Regions from separate parts of the Pan troglodytes genome. Here region 1 is linked to region 2. Evidence: chromatin contacts called from public HiChIP or PLAC-seq data. All regions are on one chromosome and are shown on one strand. Each heading gives the region's core, a stretch centred on a gene start, on an enhancer-like site or on the middle of the called end of the contact. The rest is flanking DNA. Distances are from core to core; before and after follow the strand shown.

The links. HiChIP or PLAC-seq counts read pairs in DNA pulled down with a chosen protein or histone mark.
Region 1: a contact with region 2 is called in an H3K4me3 HiChIP or PLAC-seq map of stem cell-derived excitatory neurons, with 4 times the contacts expected there. The contact joins the promoter of COG5 here to the promoter of HBP1 in region 2. A contact is called at or near these places in 1 of 7 Hi-C or Micro-C datasets (stem cell-derived neural progenitor cells) and 1 of 1 datasets of contacts at active chromatin or transcription factors (stem cell-derived excitatory neurons).

What each region holds. Positions count from the first base shown.
Region 1 is chr6:122,938,760-122,943,534 of NHGRI_mPanTro3-v2.0_pri, reverse strand. It overlaps COG5 (component of oligomeric golgi complex 5), which reads left to right and starts at 2,126. Exons shown (of 22, transcript XM_519305.8): 1 at 2,126-2,312. The coding sequence starts at 2,126. BCAP29 (B cell receptor associated protein 29) reads right to left here and starts at 1,558. Exons shown (of 13, transcript XM_054687659.2): 1 at 1,441-1,558.
Region 2 is chr6:122,544,825-122,549,819 of NHGRI_mPanTro3-v2.0_pri, reverse strand. HBP1 (HMG-box transcription factor 1) reads right to left here and starts at 1,898. Exons shown (of 12, transcript NM_001246397.2): 1 at 1,541-1,898.

The sequences.
Region 1 (4,775 bases), core at 877-3,376, 390 kb before region 2:
AAGTAACAGAGGAAAAGGGGAGAGCAAAAGAGACTGAAGATGAACTTTGGAGCTGGGAGGAATAAACCTAAAGAGTGATACTCAGAAAACAAGAGAGAGACCATTATGAAGGAAGGAGGGGATAGGTATCTTAAACATCAGAGAAAAGTAAGGCAAAAATAAAGCGCAACGGCAACAAGGTCATTAGTGATTTTAGCAAGAATTACTTCATTTTTATCCACTCCTGCAGTCATAGTAAATGGCATACAGAAGGCCTCAATATTTATTTGCTGAAATAATAAATCAGTAGCTTTCAGGGGACTGGGCTCACACCTGTAAACTCAGCATTTTGGGAGGCCAAGGTGGGAGGCTTGCTTAAGGCCAGGAGTTTGAGACCAGCTTGGGCAATATAGTGAGACCCCCATCTCTAAAAAAATTATAAAAATCAGCTGGGCGTGGTAGCAAGCGACTGTGGTCCCAGCTACTCCAGAAGCTTGGGCAGGAGGATCCCTTGAGCCCAGGAGGTTAAGGCTGCAGTGAGCCACGATCCTGCCACTGCATTCCAGCCTGGGTGACAGAGCTAGACCCCAACTCAACAAAACAAAACAATCAGTAGCTTTCTACCTTAGTTGTACACTACATTGACCCGAGGAGCTTTTAAGAATTAGCATGCCCAAGCCATACCCTAGACCAATTAAATCCAAACGTCTGGGCTCAGGATGCAGGCATCAGTGTTTTTATTAAAGCTCTTCAGGTGCTTTCAACGTGCAGCTAAGCTTGGAATTACCGGAATAAGTAAATCCAAAGATTCCAAAGCACCTGGTACAATTGTTTGTTTAAATGGGTTCCTACCTTACCTATTAACTCCTTTTAGAATATGGATTGAGTCTTATGTTTGTAAACTCATGAGAGCATGCAGAGTAGGGGGGTCAAAACTTTCGCTGTATGAATGAATATTACTCACTCTTCTAAAATCTTCCACTGGGGGGAATAAAGCCAAGGAAGGAAAAACAATTCCTAATTCACAAGTAATGAATGAATCACCCCTATTCCCATCATGACTAAGATCTTACATACTAGGGAAAATCCTCTGAGACAAAGAGAGCATAATGCAGTGTAGCATAAGACTTGCTTACCTGAGGTGTTATGAGTATGAAATGCATTTAGAGTTATAAAATACTTAGAACAGCGATAAGCACAGGATAAGTAATAGCACCTTTTTGAAACAGAATGTAGAAAACCACGTAGCTCTGGAACTGGATAAAATTGGTTTCCTGGATACATACCTACTGTACAAAATGAAAAAGTTATCTTCCAGCTTCGTTTTGCGAAGAAGCTTAAGATTGTCTTGCATACTTGTGGTTGCCTGACCCTGTTAATTTATCAGTATTTATCTTAGAAGAAAGAAATCTAGGTCAAAAATGCGAACGTATTAGTAAAGAAGATACAATGGGAACCAACCTGATGCTCTTACAGCGTCAATACTGTTAGTTGAGATGTGGACCATCTATCAGTTTGTAATTAAGAAAAAGTCTGGCACGTGACTGAAACTGAGGAAGAAGTAGAAAAAGGCAAAAGGTCAAAGGTCTCATGGGAAGGAAGGAGGGTAGAAACAGTGAGTTTTATTGGTCCTTTTATGGTTCAGACTTCCTTCTTCATCGACTCTCCCTAATTCTCTTCACTGTTCATCCCCAGCAACTTTTCTTCCCAAGCATTTCCTGCGGGCTTTTATTACCCCAGGAGTGCCAATCAAGGCGTGGAACAGATAAAGCTGTGTAGCAACTAACGCGTGACGCTTGTGAGTGTGGAGGGCAAACGAAGCTCCCTGAAACCTCCGCTCTGCTCTCCTGCCTTACGCCGCGCGGCCCCCGTTCTGAGGTTTAATACTTGCTTCACAGATAAGCGCTGCGGCCACGTTCCGGTGCCCACCTTCTCCTTGGCCAGGGCACGACGCCAGCCCAGGGGGCGCGGCCCTGAGCTGCTGCGAGAGACAGCTGAAAGCGCCGGCCCGACGTTGGCTCCCTCGGTGCGCTGGGCGCAGAGCACTCGGACCCTGGGCGCCCACTGCTCGAGTACCTGCGCGGCTCCTAGCCAGGCTTAGCCCAGGCGCGGGCTGAGAGTCAGTTCGCCAGGTGGGCCTGGAGCCATGGGCTGGGTGGGCGGGCGGCGCCGGGATTCTGCGTCACCACCTGGGCGGAGCCGTTCTGCTGCTGACGACATCAACCCGGCACCTGCCAACATGGAAGGTGGCGGCGGCAGCGTCGCTGTAGCTGGCCTCGGAGCTCGAGGCTCTGGAGCGGCTGCAGCGACAGTCCGGGAACTTCTGCAGGACGGTAAGGAGACGGGGTCTGACCAGGTCGTGGGGTTGGGGGTCTTCGCTGCTCCGCACCTGGACAGCGAGGTGGACCCAACCCGTTGCTTTGCAGAAAGTTTTCCAGTCTGGACGTGACCACTCCCCTCCGCCCGGCTCCCTGGCTTGGGTACTGTTCTAGCCAACCTATTTACTCTGGGACTGGCTCCCTCTTTTCTGGAGTCTTGGGGACACTTGGTTTCTGTGTGCTCCTCATTTCAACTCGACCCCCCCCTCCCCCGCCCATGCCTCCAGCTTCCCTGAAGTTTCGGGAGCCCAAACCCTGTGGACCGCGTTGGCAGCCAACGGCTGCTGCCGCAGTTCTTGACGAAGGGGTGTAGCGTTCGAGCTCTTCAAAAGTGTAAGCTCTAGAACAGACGGCAGACGCATAATGAAATAGGGCCTTGTTTTAAAGTAGAACTGGAAACGCCTACTCCTTTAACAAATGGACTGTACAGGTGACCCCTCTTGCAGGCTGGTTTTTTTTCCCCTCCTTTATGAGGCAGTTATCTACAGTGACACGTGGGGGAGGGTTTGAGACATTCGTTCAGGTTGGGATTAACCATTTGTACAGAATCTAGCAGTCAGATTTTATTGCTAGTCAGTTTGGAGAGAAGTTGCCCAAAATAAGAAAAGTTAGATATAATATACTTGAAAAGCATATTCAGTTGTGTCAATCCAGTTACCATGTCCCGAATCTCTTATCCTTCAGAATAAAGTTCACATTTATAAGCATAAAAATAAAGCCCTTCTCACCTGTTCTTAATTTTTTCTCTAGTGGCTATCGCATTCTACCTTGTACTAAAATCATTTGTATACTTGTTTTAATCTCTTCTGTATTGCAAACTTTTTTTAATATCCCACAGTGTGAATAGCAGTATCTTGCATACAGTAGGTGCAGAATGTTTTTTAAATTGATCATCGCAGTTAGAAGCACATGCACACATTTGAAGACCAAAGTGGGTAATAAATGAAATAAAGTTCCAAATTATTGTTTATTTTCTCTGACTGTTAAATATTTTATTGTCGTCCTGAATTACATGCCTTTTCATGATAATTTATGTACTTTTGTCAAAAGCAATGATGTTTTCTGAACTGTTTCATGTTGGAAACTCTAGGTCCGGGTCTCTGTCTAAAACTTGGCTAAACTGAATTTAAACTTTAGATACAAGGCAGAGACCCTGATATATTTGCAATTGCTCCTGATACATGTGCAATTCTTGCCCTCAAGTAGTTCACCATCTAGTAGAGGAAATAATCTTGTAGAGCTATAAAGGTAGGTGCTGTAATATAGTGATGTAAGATAGCAGTAGGATTGCATATAAAGTAGAGCATTAATACAGAGGAGAATGATAACTGGGGGTTGGAAACTGGTTAGGAAATGTCAGAAAAGGCTTTCTAGGTGGAGACATTTTAAACTGTAGACAGGACTTCCCCAGGTGAACAGTGGAACACTGGATATATGTTTCAGTAGGATGTATTTCAGGAATTGTAATCAGTTCTTGGACGGTAAATACTCTTCAGTTCTGCCTTCTGTATTTTCCTCCTTGGTTCTCTGCCATTCTCCACAGTGATTGTTTAAATCTTCTTTACCCTTTTCAAACCTTTCGCTTCAAGCTCAACAAATGACTTTAAGCTTCCCTGGGGAGAAAAAGAGGATCCATCAGATGTGAACTTTCTCCATTTCTTGCCCATCAAACCTATGAATTTAACCTCAACGTATAACCATCTGTTGCACCTTTTTTCCCTTGCCTTTTCAATTGCAACGGAAGTGGAGCCTCTGCTCCTTTCTTTCTTTCTTTTTTTGTTTTTTTTTGAGACGGAGTCTCGCGCTGTCGCCCAGGCTGGAGTGCAGTGGCGCAATCTCGGCCCACTGCAAGCTCTGCCTCCGGGGTTCACGCCATTCTCCTGGCTCAGCCTCCTGAGAAGCTGGGACTACAAGCGCCCATCACCATGCCTACCTAATTTTTTGTATTTTTAGTAGAGACGGGGTTTCACCGTGTTAGCCAGGATGGTCTCGATCTCCTGACCTCGTGATCTGCCTGCCTTGGCCTCCCAGAGTGCTGGGATTACAGGTGTGAGCCACCACGCTCGGCCAAGTCTCTGCTCCGTTCTAAGGATAGTGCCTCCTACTTTGCTCTGGATTTTTTTTTTCCTGTTTCCTAGGGACTCAGTCACCCTCAATCTATGCCATTGAAGTAACTTTGCAAGGTTTTCAATGACTTTCTTGCACATACGACAAATGGACACTTTTTTGGTCCTTTAACTTGTAATAACATTTGATTCCTTTCTTGAAATACTTTCCTCATGTGGTTTATGGGTGCCGTGCTTTTTAAAAATTCTTAATTCTCTAGGTGCTCTTTTCCAGGTTCCTGTAGATACTTGTCAGTTCAGTTTGTTCTGAATTAAGCGGTCTCTGTTGCCCCTCCACCCCCAACATTCCTGA
Region 2 (4,995 bases), core at 649-3,148:
CCAGCTAACTGTTGTACTTTTAATAGACAATTTCACCACGTTGGCGAGGCTGGTCTTGAACCCCTGACCTCAGGTGATCCACCCGCCTCAGCCTCTCAAAGCGCTGGGACAGGCGTGAGACACCGTGCCGGGACAGTAGTAACTTCTAATGGATAATGTATGCGTGGGGTGGAGAGGGGAGTACCAGTATTTTTATTTCAAACACATATACAAAACACCAGCTTGCAATTCACCCTGAAGAACCTCAGCACAGAGCAGTTTAGTAAGTCCATGCCATCGTGCCATATGCCTTCTTCACTGGCCACTTCGATTAGTGAGGAAAGAATCCAAAGAAGTTAAAATATAGTAGGCCGGGCACGGTGGCTCACACCTGTAATCCCAGCATTTTGGGAGGCCGAGGCGGGCAGATCACGAGGTCAGGAGATTGAGACCATCCTGCTCAAAATGGTGAAACCCCGTTTCTATTAAAATACAAAAAAATTAGTTGAGAGTGGTGGCGCGCACCTGTAGTCCCAGCTACTCGGGAGGCTGAGGCAAGAGAATCGCTTGAACCCAGAAGGTGGAGGTTGCAGTGAGCCGAGATCGCACCCCTGCACTCCAGCCTGGCGACAGAGCGAGACTCCCTCTCAAAAAAAAAAAAAAAAAAAAAATATATATATATATACACATGTATATTTATATATTATATATATACATGTATATTTATATATTTTATATATACATGTATATGTTATATATTTTATATATTACATATGTATATAGTGAAGAAAACAACTCTTACAGTGACAGTATCATGTTTGAAGTCTGAGAGGTATGCCCTGTGAAGCACACAGGATAGCGGAGACATGTAGGTGGGCAATCCTGGGAGAAGGTACCCTTTTAACTAGGGTATGTAGTTAGGAGTTTGAGAAGTTAAGAAAGAGGAAGGGTTTTCGAGACAGAAAAGATAAGTAGGTTTACAAAACTAAGACGAAACTAGAAAGTGAAATCAAAACTTCATTCTATAATTTATCAGTCGAGTAAGCACAAACAATATTTTGCTTTAAAGTGGTTAAACGGCTCCTCAAAAGTATAACATAACCCAAAAACTTTAGGGAGTGGATTTAATTCTCAATATAATTCAAATTTCCTTGAAATTTTGTCAACTACTGTCTACCTTGCAAGAACTGAGTTTAACCAAGGCAACTGAACAGATGACCGACTCTACCACACTCATTTGCAAGATAAAGGAAAATAGCAAAAAAACCCAAAAGTACAAGACATACATTGCAGATTTAGATCACTGTTAAATGACCAGAAAAGTATTTCCAATGTTAAAATTATTCTAATTCTCAAAAAGTACCTTTAAATCAAAACCACTATTAGGAGTGGTTACGGCTATTCAGGGGGAAGTATTAATAAAGCTAAAGCCTCCATCCGAGCTGTTAGTAGGACTCCATCGCTTCCCAGTATGTATAACTCCTTTTCTAAGCCTCCTCTCGTCCTGGCACCAGTGGCACCATGAGCCAAAAACAAAACAAACAGAAAACTTGAGTATTACCTGGCTGTCAGTGCTCCTTCTAAAAACGACTGTAGCTGAAAACTCCCTAAGAATGAACTCGAGTGTAGAGTGCACAGCGGAGAGTGAAACACCCTAGACAGCACGCAGCATTTAAAGCTACAAAAACCTTGCTGTCCACTTCGCCTGGCTTGTTTTGTTTTGTTTCAATCGGCCTGCGGTGGCAGCATAGGTTGAAAGGCGGAGACTGGAATCGCCTGCCAAGCCTCCTCCTTGGGTCACACAGAGCGGTGCCTCCCGGTTCACGCCAAGTCCATCCCCCACCCTCTTTCGCCATTCATCGCGTTCCCCTCCCTTCCCCCCATCATGTGACCGCAGCCCGGACTCCGGGCTTGTTTTTCCCCTCGGCTCAGCCCCAGCGCGCAGGCGCCTGGGAGCCCATTCATTCGAACTGCGTAACAATGAGCCCCGGGGCCCAGCGGCTCCGCGAGCTCCTCAGCTCAGCCAGAAGCCCCCTCAGTCCAGAAGGAGGCGGCGCCTCACTGGGGTCCCCCACCTCCGGCCAGCCCCCCACCCCTGGCCAAGCTCCGACCCTCCGCCCACAAACGGGGAGTTGAAGTCAAACTTTCCTGGGCAGCCCCGGCGCCGCGTCGGCCCCTTCCCCCGCCCTGGCCCGCCCCATCTCCACACCCGGCCCGGCCACCCACCGCGCGACCTGGCCCGGAACTTCGCCCTCCCCCTGCCTCCTCCCGGCCCCCGCCCGAGACCCCCTAGCGCCGCCGCCGCGAAGCCCAGGTGAGCTCGCGGGAGACGCTGCTCCGGTGGGCTCGCCGCGGGCACCAATCGAACGGTTAACTGCCCCCACCCCAAGGGCAACCCTCCGAGGAGAAGGAACGAGGACCCGAGCCCTCCCGTCTGCCCAATCCCCCGCGCTCCTGCCCCTCCCTTCCCCACCCCCACCTCTTCCCGAACTGAAAGACAACAAACCTGCCGCGAAGTGCCGGCAGCCCAGGCGCGGGCCGCTCCGGCCACGACAACACCACCAGCAGCTCTCGTACCCCCTCTCCGACCGACGTCGGCCTCCCCCGCGCGGGTTACTGCTCCCGCGGCAGCTCTTAGTCCTCAACCGAAACTTTCCTACTTACCAAACCCGTCGCCATTACCAAGTCTTTCAAGCTTCGTCTTCCCCCTCCCCTCAACCCCATTGGGGTTGAGCCCCGCCCAGCTCTTTCGCCCTCTTATTGGACTGCAGAACTGCCATTCGGTTCTTCCCCTTTCCCATTGGGTGGTACCGTGGTCCGTCTCGGGGGGCGGGCATGTATTGACTTTTGTGTTGTGTTTACTGGAGAAGATGGCATGTCAATCACAAGAGTAAGTGCTTCGGATTGGACTATTGCCGAGAGTCCGGGGACCCGAGCCAAACTTTGTCCCCGAAATGGATTGTGGGTTCGTAGTCTCAAGCCTTGGTCCTTGGCTGTGGGAGACTGCTGGCCGGGGAAGAGCTGGACTACATATCCCAGAGGCGCTCGCACAGCGCAGTCTTGATAGTAAACAAGAGTCATAGGGACACGTGTATCAGCTCGTTTGTTTTGGTGTCTGGGACAAAAGGGAGGGGGCGGAGGAAGGGAGTGTTTTAAAGCTTGGGCCTCTTCTTTTCCTCCGGGCCTCTGCTAACACTTAGAGCGGCCCAAGCCTCTTGCAGCACCCAATCCGGGCCATAAACAGCCAGAGTTGCTCTCTGCTCAAGAGTTTGGCAGGAGGCCAGGGTATTGTTTTAGTGCGAGGGGAAGGAGATGACTGCACCAGCGGAAGTACTGCAGGCTAGCGAGGGACTTGGTCACCCACAAATCACGGCCCCCGGCACGAAGGGGCCGAAAGTGATGCTGGGGGCTGCACTGGCAGTGGGAAGAACTAGAAGTCCTTTCTCTTGTGCCTTGCCTCACCACTCCCAGGACAGCAACTTGAGATTGCCTTGTCAGCTCTGTTCAGTTCACCTAAGTTTGTTGAGCCGCCACCTAAGTGCCAGGAAGAGTGAGGCTGGGGGATGGACTGTGAGCAAGCGAGAAGCTGGAGTCTAGAGAATTTACAAAGCGGGGCGGGGGCGGGCGATTACGAAATTGAGGCAAGTTAAAGCGGCATTTTCCATACTGATTAGTATGCTCGTTGGTTAACGTAATACAAAGGGTGTAATGTATGACGTAAACTGATTTAATTTGTGAATCATCAGTAAGTTTCTCTGGTGAGTTTTATTAACCCTCTTTTCCTTCTAGACGTTTTCTCACTGATGAAAGAAACTGTCTTTCCATTTCATTTCCACTAGGAGTTCCTCAAGTTACGAATTCTCTGACTCACCAGAGACGCTTCCCTGCTTTATAGTTAACTTCTCTTTAAACATGGCTGTCCATTCACAGTCGGCTGCATCTAGTCAATAATTGGTGTCTTTACCATTCACATTACAAAGGCATGATTAAGCTTTTCCCCCCCTTTGAACCTTTAGTGTTTAATCATTTAAATTGTGCTTTAGATTTTATAACTTTAGATCACCAAATATATGCTTAGAATTAAGATGAGGAAAACCTACATTAGTAAGAAATCTGTAAAAGCAAACCTTTGGACAGAGCCAGAAATCACACAGCTAGTTATTTCTTTAAAACCTCCTGCATTTCTTGGATTTTTAAATATACCTGAAAGCCGCGTAACAAATCGAGAAATCCAAAATAAGCCCCCATATGTTGAAATCGAGTTTAAAATTCTTGAGAATTCCCCATTTGAATCCGTGAAGTGAAATTATAAAGTAGTCCTCCCGTGTAATCAAATACTTACTTTCTATGTTCACAAATAGTAATAAAGCATTCTATTTTTTATTAAAATAATTCAGAGGAGAGCCAACAGAATGCTTAATTTTTTCCCTGAGGAAAAAGGACAGGATTTGAATTTATCATCTTTCAGAAATTATTAGTGACTCAAAGAAATGAATGTCTCTGCTACTTTGTGTATGCTTTTCTTTCTTTCTTTTTTTTTACAATGGAGGGTCATCGTGTACTAGAATAGAAAATATAAACTCTACTCCAACATGTAATTTCTTGACAAAAAAGAAAAATCTGTGAAGTTCACCTAATTATTTAAAATTGTTTTGAGATATTTATGTCTAACTAACTCCTCCTAGAAAACTAAAAAACTTTTCTCTTAAAAAAAAAAAAAAAAAGACCTGGCAAGAGATTGACATACTGCTTTACCCCTCTCCAGTACACAAACTGTGAGATCTGCTTTCAGCTAAACCTTGTTTTTAAAAGTTAAACTATTTTAAAGTTTTTACCAAATGCCTTAGTGGTGATTTTTTTTATCGGGGGACACCGGAAATGGGAAAAAAAATTCAACTTTAGATCCAGATATTGTACAATATGTTACAAATAATAATGTATCCTTTAATAGCTCCGTAAAGCCTTTTCCATTCATTCAGAAACGTTTAGTTCCATTTTTTGACCACTGTGCCAATT